Linked DNA regions of Zea mays: region 2 is linked to region 1. The links are chromatin contacts, called in public Hi-C maps. All regions are on one chromosome and are shown on one strand. The core of a region is the stretch at or near the end of the contact, and the rest is flanking DNA. Distances in the headings are between cores, read along the strand shown.

Evidence for each region. Hi-C and Micro-C count contacts between places; a contact is called where the count stands out from the background.
Region 2: a contact with region 1 is called in a Hi-C map of root tip, with 3 times the contacts expected there. The contact joins the promoter of LOC103629538 here to the promoter of LOC100279788 in region 1. A contact is called at or near these places in 4 of 25 Hi-C or Micro-C datasets (bundle sheath, leaf and root tip).

What each region holds. Positions count from the first base shown.
Region 1 is chr6:90,266,837-90,270,391 of Zm-B73-REFERENCE-NAM-5.0, forward strand. It overlaps LOC100279788, which reads right to left and starts at 1,919. Exons shown (of 1, transcript NM_001152746.2): 1 at 567-1,919. The coding sequence starts at 1,747. The coding sequence ends at 674.
Region 2 is chr6:90,516,916-90,520,672 of Zm-B73-REFERENCE-NAM-5.0, forward strand. It overlaps LOC103629538 (probable LRR receptor-like serine/threonine-protein kinase At1g56130), which reads left to right and starts at 2,010. Exons shown (of 17, transcript XM_008650632.2): 1 at 2,010-2,474; 2 at 2,570-2,726; 3 at 2,836-2,907; 4 at 3,608-3,679. The coding sequence starts at 2,282.

The sequences.
Region 1 (3,555 bases), core at 669-3,168:
ACTAACTTCCATGGCTCTGGGAAAATGGAGTGGTTGGGCTGGAACTGGAACGAGTCCTGTGCTGTAAATTTCCTTCCTTCCTCCTCTATTTCCAGAGAAGGGCCTGCAAGTGTACGGTCCCTTCTTGTTCACAAGTCCTTGTGATGGCTTGAGCATTGAGCAACAGTACTTGTTGTCAAAACAATAATCCGCCATTAAAACGAATACTGGTGCGAAACAGTGCCCTCGCGAAATAAAATTTAAGAGTGTGACCTAGAAGACAAAAAATAACGCGGAGCACGGATTGGTACCTCGAGTTTGCGAGGGCAATTTCGTCTCTGTACTAACCTTGGCTTGTAGTAACACTTATCACTTCCCCAAGTTCATTTTTGTCTGTATAATATTGTCAGCAAAGACGCTGGCGAATGGCAAATGATGGAATGGCTAATTCCAGATTGGGATGCTCTGTTGAACACACAAGTTTCATCTTCCTCATGCACCTAGAAAGCCAGGATCACCACCACCACAAGCAAGCAAGCAAGCAAATGAGATTTATTATTACTAGTAAGATAAGATAAACAACGAATGCCTATGAACCAATTCATCATCAGCGGTTAAAAGGGCGAGCAGACAAGCTCAATACAAGTTTGGAGCACGCACCACCACACACGCTTTCTTTGTGTCACGACACGATTCACGAATCCCCGGGACTTGGCCTCTGCCACGGCAGCCTGCCGTTCATGGCCGGCGAGTCATCGGACGCGAGCACGGGAAGCTTCTCCTTGCCGTTCCGCGGCCACTGCCAAATCTTGGACACCGAGAAGCTGTCGCCTTTGCTGCCCGCGCCGATCCTCTTCCCCTCTGTGGCGCCGGCGCGGTTGGAGCCCACGCCGACGCCTCTGAGCCCCGCCCCGCCCCTGCCATGGCCGTCGCCGTGCCTCCTGTGGACGGACACCTGGAGGCTCGCCTCGGCGAGGACGTACTGGTAGGAGCCCATGGAGTAGCACCGCCTGGCGTCCAGGCTGCTGCTGCTCGTCTCGCCGGCCTCCCTGGTCACAATGCCGGCGCCGGCGCGCACGGGGCCAGGCGCCGCCCTGGCCAGGTTCTTGAACTTGCCGAGGCGCACGGGGAGCACGGCGTCCTCGTGCTCCCACATGCCTTCCTCGTCGAACAGCGCGGCAGCGTCGGCGCCGAGCGCGCACCGGCACAGCGGGCACGTGGAGTTGGAGAGCAGCCAGGTGTCGATGCAGCCGATGTGGAACGCGTGCCCGCACAGCGGCAGCAGCCGCAGCCGGTCCTCGCCGGCGAACTCGCACAGGCAGACCGCGCAGTCGAACGGCTCCTTGGCGCCGGCGCCGGCGCCGACCACCTCCCGGTACAGGAACACCGGGAGCGCGTCGATGACGTCCTGGTCCAGCCCGGCGTCGTGCAGGTGGAACAGCTGCTGCAGCTGCCTCTGCAACGCGGACTCCTCCCCGCCGCCGCCCGCCGCGTCCGCCCCACCGCCGGCACCGGCACCGGCCTCGGCCGGCGCGCGCGCACGGGCACGGGCACGGCCGCGCCTGAGCAAGAGCCTGACCAAGAGATGCAGCAGGCAGGAGACGAACAGCACCACGGCCGCTATCACCACGGCGAACAGCACGGCGGGGCTAATCTTGGAACCAAGACCATGACCGCCCCCGGAGGACGCCCCGCCGCCGTCCTGCTTCTCGGCTTCCCCGGCGACGGCGAGGACGCAGCAGCCCGTGGCTAATCCTAGCAGCAACATCTCTCCCTCCTCCTTCTCCCTGTCGCCCGATCTGCCGCGGGCAGCGCGCTGCTCATTTCGTGCACTAAACCTGAACGCCTTTTGAGCTGGGCAGAGCCTGAGCAGCTAGTAGTGGTAGCTTCTCGGTTGCCTGCAACTTGCAGGAGGCGGGGCAAGGGTCCAAGACATTAGGCGATGAGGGAAAGGCCAAGAGCAAAGGCTTGTGAAGCGTGAGGAGCCCATGCTTATATGCAATTGGGGGAGACACAAACACACGGCCACAGCAAGCAACCAAACCAAAGCTACAAAAGCAGCAGGGCATACGTGGCTCTTCTTTTGCGAGCTGCACCTGCAAAGGTAAATCTCGTTCTTTTTCTATCGACGTTTCGCACTAAACCAAACCTTGACTTTTGAGTACCACCGATCAAAACCAAAACCAAAACCAAAACCAAAACCAAATCCAAATCCTTTGTACTATACATATCAGCTTGCGACATTTCTAGACCTAATAACAAAATTTTGTATCAATAAAATAGTCCTTAAAAAAACGAAAATGTAGAATCCACATACATAGCAGTGTTTTTCATGTCAAGGAAGCCGGATTCTCTGTCTGGCATCAAAGTGAGAAAAGAAGGAAGGAACAAAGATTGCGATCTCTGGGCAAGGTTGGTACTGCGTTTTTTTCCATCACGCATTTGGGCTTCCACTTCCACTCAGCTTTTAGAACCTGGCGATGCTGCAGTTAGAAGGCCGTTTTCTCGCGAAAAAAAAGGTGCGTGCTGCAAGGCACCCGGGCCGGCTGGGATAAGCACCAGCTTTGCGCTCTTGTTCTCTCCTCCTCGTCCTCGGTCCCTCGTGCGAGTAAGGCAAAAAAAAAAAAAAAAAAAAAGCGAAGGAATGCTTGGGGAGGCACCGGGCAAAAAGTGGGAAAATGGTGGCCGGGGCCGATGGCGATTTCTGTGGAACGTCGTCGCTTGTGCCGGTGGAGATGGGGGTGGATGAAATTCGTTGAAGCTTTCAGGTGTCGGGTTTTGGAGATCATCGTAGCTGCAGTCAGGACCGCGCAAGGCGTGGACGGGTGGTGGACTGGCTGCTTGCGTTCTGTCGCAAAAATGTGATGTGTGTATGTGCATCGGCTGCATTGCTACTAGCCACGCGTGTACGTGTGGACGAGGTCCAGATCGAGATCTGAGCGCCCCCTGAGCCCTGACCACTACTCCTGTTGCCAATCAACCTCGGAACTTGGAACGGATGAGAGAAGCCGCCGGAAAAGAAAAGGAAAAAAAACTATGACATCACATCACTTCGACACCAACAGATAGAATCCTTGAATTGCATGGATAGAACGTGGTTATAATATATACTAGAACAGGAGACACCCTTACGGGCACCCTATCAATAGAGTACTCAATATCTACATTTATTATTATAGTATAGGAACAATGTTTGTACACATTAGATCATGTGGCACAAGCTGTACCGGTCACCAATACACATGATCATCTCAAACCATATTGTAACCATTTCTTCTACTATACAAAGCTCATGGTCAAGTTGCATATACATGTGGCCACTCTTTGGCAGTCATTAAAGAATGCCATGAGCTAAGAAGTTCATCCAGATTATGCAACTAAAACCTGAACGTGGCTGATTATTCTCTCACCCGATTGTCAGCAAGCAGGTTGTCTAGGGGTGGTAATGGATCATGATCCAAATATTTCTTCACAAAATGGTAAGGCCCTAAACAAATTTTAGTGATCATGATCCAATTAACTGTTCTCTGTGATCTTGTTTTAGCAAAAAAAAAATCAAGCTAAACATAAACACCA
Region 2 (3,757 bases), core at 760-3,259, 250 kb after region 1:
ACCTGTGCACCAAACTCAACGACATCCCATATACTTTTGTGGAGTGAGGTTAGATGAAATCGCATTAAATCACTCCACCTAGCATAATCTTCACCATCAAAAGTTGGTGGTTTGCCTAATGGGACGGAAAGTAAAGGTGCATGTTTAGAAATGCGAGAATAGTGTAAGGGGATCTTACTAAACTTCTTACGCTCTTGGCGTTTAGAAGTTACTGAGGGCGCATCGGAGCCGGAGGTCGATGTTGATGAAGTGTCGGTCTCGTAGTAGACCACTTTCCTCATCCTCTTTTGCTTGTCCCCACTCCGATGCGGCTTGTGGGAAGAAGATTTTTCCTTCTTCTCTTTGTGGTGAGAAGAAGATTTCTTCTCCTTCCCTTTGTTGGAGGAGCTCTTCTTCTTCTCCCTCCTCTTGGTGCGGGACTCTTCCGATGAAGTGCTCCCGTGGCTTGTAGTGGGCTTTTCGCCGGTCTCCATCTCCTTCTTGGCGTGATCTCTCGACATCACTTCGAGCGGTTAGGCTCTAATGAAGCACCGGGCTCTGATACCAATTGAAAGTTGCCTAGAGGGGGGGGGTGAATAGGGCGAAACTGAAATTTACAAATGTAAACACAACTACAAGCCGGGTTAGCGTTAGAAATATAAAACGAGTCCGCGAGAGAGGGTGCAAAACAAATCGCAAGCAAACAAAGAGTGTGACACGCGGATTTGTTTTACCGAGGTTCGGTTCTTGCAAACCTACTCCCCGTTGAGGAGGCCACAAAGGCCGGGTCTCTTTCAACCCTTCCCTCTCTCAAACGATCCACGGATCGAGTGAGCTTTCTCTTCTCAATCACTTGGAACACAAAGTTCCCACAAGGACCACCACAAGATTGGTGTCTCTTGCCTCAATTACAAGTGAGTTTGATCGCAATGAAATAATCAAGAAGGAAGAAAGCAATCCAAGCGCAAGAGCTCGAAAGAACACAAGCAAATCACTCTTTCTAGTCACTATGGCGTTGTGTGGAATTTAGAGAGGATTCGATCTCTTTGGTGTGTCTAGAATTGAATGCTAGAGCTTTTGTAGTAGTTGGGAAGTGGAAAAACTTGGATGCAATGAATGGTGGGGTGGTTGGGGTATTTATAGCCCCAACCACCAAATGTGGCCGTTGGAAGGCTGTCTGCTCAATGGCGCACCGGACAGTCCGGTGCACACCGGACAGTCCGATGCCCCCTGCCACGTCATCACTGCCGTTGGATTCTGACCGTTGGAGCTTCTGACTTGTGGGCCCGCCTGGGTGTCCGGTGCACACCGGACATGCACTGTTCCTTGTCCGGTGTGCCAGTATGGGCGCGCCTGACTTCTGCGCGCGCTGCGCGCGCATTTAATGCGCCGCAGGTAGCCGTTGGCGCGGAGATAGCCGTTGCTCCGGAGTTGCACCGGACAGTCCGGTGCACACCGGACAGTCCGGTGAATTATAGCGGACTAGCCGTTGGCGTTTCCCGAAGCTGGCGAGTTCCGGAGGCCGCTCTTCCTTGGCGCACCGGACACTGTCCGGTGTACACCGGACAGTCCGGTGAATTATAGCGTGAGTGCCTCTGGAAATTCCCGAAGGTAGCGAGTTCTAGTTGGAGTCCTCTGGTGCACCGGACACTGTCCGGTGGTGCACCGGACACTGTCCGGTGTACACCGGACAGTCCGGTGCTCCCAGACCAGAGGGCCTTCGGTTCCCAATTTGCTCCTTTGTTGAATCCAAAACTTGGTCTTTTTATTGGCTGAGTGTGAACCTTTTACACCTGTATAATCCATACACTTGGGCAAACTTAGTTAGTCCAAATGTTTGTGTTGGGCAATTCAACCACCAAAATTAATTAGGGACTAGGTGTAAGCCTAATTTCCTTTCATTTAGTCTATATAACCAAACATGATAAGAACTAAAATTTAGTCCTTGGACATTAGTCACAGTACTAAACTACTAATAGAACCAAAGGGGCCTTAGAATAGTCACGAAAAGTAAATTTGTTGGTTGTTGCGACGCCGGACGAGACCGCCGCACCGCATCTCCCGTCCGTCGATCGGATTTCCCCACTCCACCCCCAACGCGGTCGCGTCAACTCCACCTGCGCCCCTCAGGCCCTCACGAGTCACGACCTCGTCTTCGCGGGCGCCGCCGACCGGATCCTCCCGACGCTATCGCGGTCAACCCTGCCTGCACCCTCACGACCTCGTCTTCGCGGTCGCACATGATCACGTGGTCAAATCCCGCTCCGTTAGCAAGTACCACCAGCAGCAAGCCAGCAACCCAATGCTGTGCTCCTCCCACCTCCTGCTGCGCGCACAAGTCAACTCCTGTCTGCGGCCGCCGCGCCCCACGCCGGTCCCCATGGCTCGTTCCGCTCCCACTTTCGTCGCTGTTTTTCTCCTAGTCCTCGTGCTTCTCACCATGGACGCGGCGCAGGGTCAACAGCCGTTCCCGCTGTCCACCGATCCATCCGACGGTATCGATCTCTCGCTCCTTCTGTGGCATCTGAAGTTGTGTAATGGCGACGAAATAGTTGGCAGCTAGTAAATCGTGGATCTCGTGTTCCTGCAGCGGATGCTCTGCACGCTGTGTTCCGGCAGTGGAGACTGGAGGGCGGCGCGGCGATGGAGGACCCGTGCAGGAAGGGCGTCTGGTCAGAGTCGTCCGGAATAAACGCGTCCGTCGAATGCAACTGCCTCCCCTCAAGGGTGTGCCGCATCACAAGCCTGTGCGTCTTCTTCACTCTTACTCGGTTACTCCCGTTTACCCCCCTTTGTTACGGACGCTTCTGTGAGCATGTGATTGATGTGTGGGTCTGGAATATATTATTGATGCAGAAATGTGAGTGGGCACGGGAACATCTCGGCGATCCCGCGGGAGCTATTCAATTTGACAGAACTGGTCTCTCTGTGAGTTTTTGGAATTGATGGTTGATGCTGCACAATTGCAAACTCTAGGGAGTAATAGAATGCATCTGTTTAGGGAGTTGGGATGTTAGATTAAAATGAGTTTTTCAAGAGAAATTCTCATTCATACCCCCATTTTAGGTGCACTTCTAATCTATTGACTACTTTCTCCTCGAGTTGCCATTGCACCACAATTAACTTCTTCAGAATTCAGAGCACGCCACAGTTCAATATTTCTTCAAGAGTAAGACTAGAACTATTAGTTTATATGCTAGAATGTTTATTTATGGTCACTCCCTCCGATCCTATTTTGTTGTCATTTTAGCCATTCACATGGAATAAGGATTGAACTTCTTAGGCTTTCACATACTTTGCTCCTATGAATTACCTTATATCATAGACTCCCTAACAGTCTCCTCTAACACCACTGCCATTCTACAGAGAAGCAATTAATAGGGGCATTTTATGGAAAGTGTTGCCTTGAAAAAAATGAGCAGCATTTACTGACCAAATTCACTTCCTAGGATCACATATATTTTGAACTGCAGGTTTCCATTTTAAGCTTGCTCTACATGCTTTAGCAATTAGCATCACCTATATCCCTTTCCCCCCTTGCCCCTGATTATCAATATGGAATATACATGTTCTTGTGAGAATAGGAATCTCAGCATGATTATAAGTCATCTCCTATCTCTTTCTGCAGGGATTTAAGTAATAACAACTTGAGTGGTTCGATACCCCCGGAAGTTATTAATCTTTCCAAACTGGAAACATGGTGATAACCGAACTTGTTCCCCTAAATATGAACCTGTTATTGTTGGATGCCATTAATTTAATCTACTGCTTACAGATG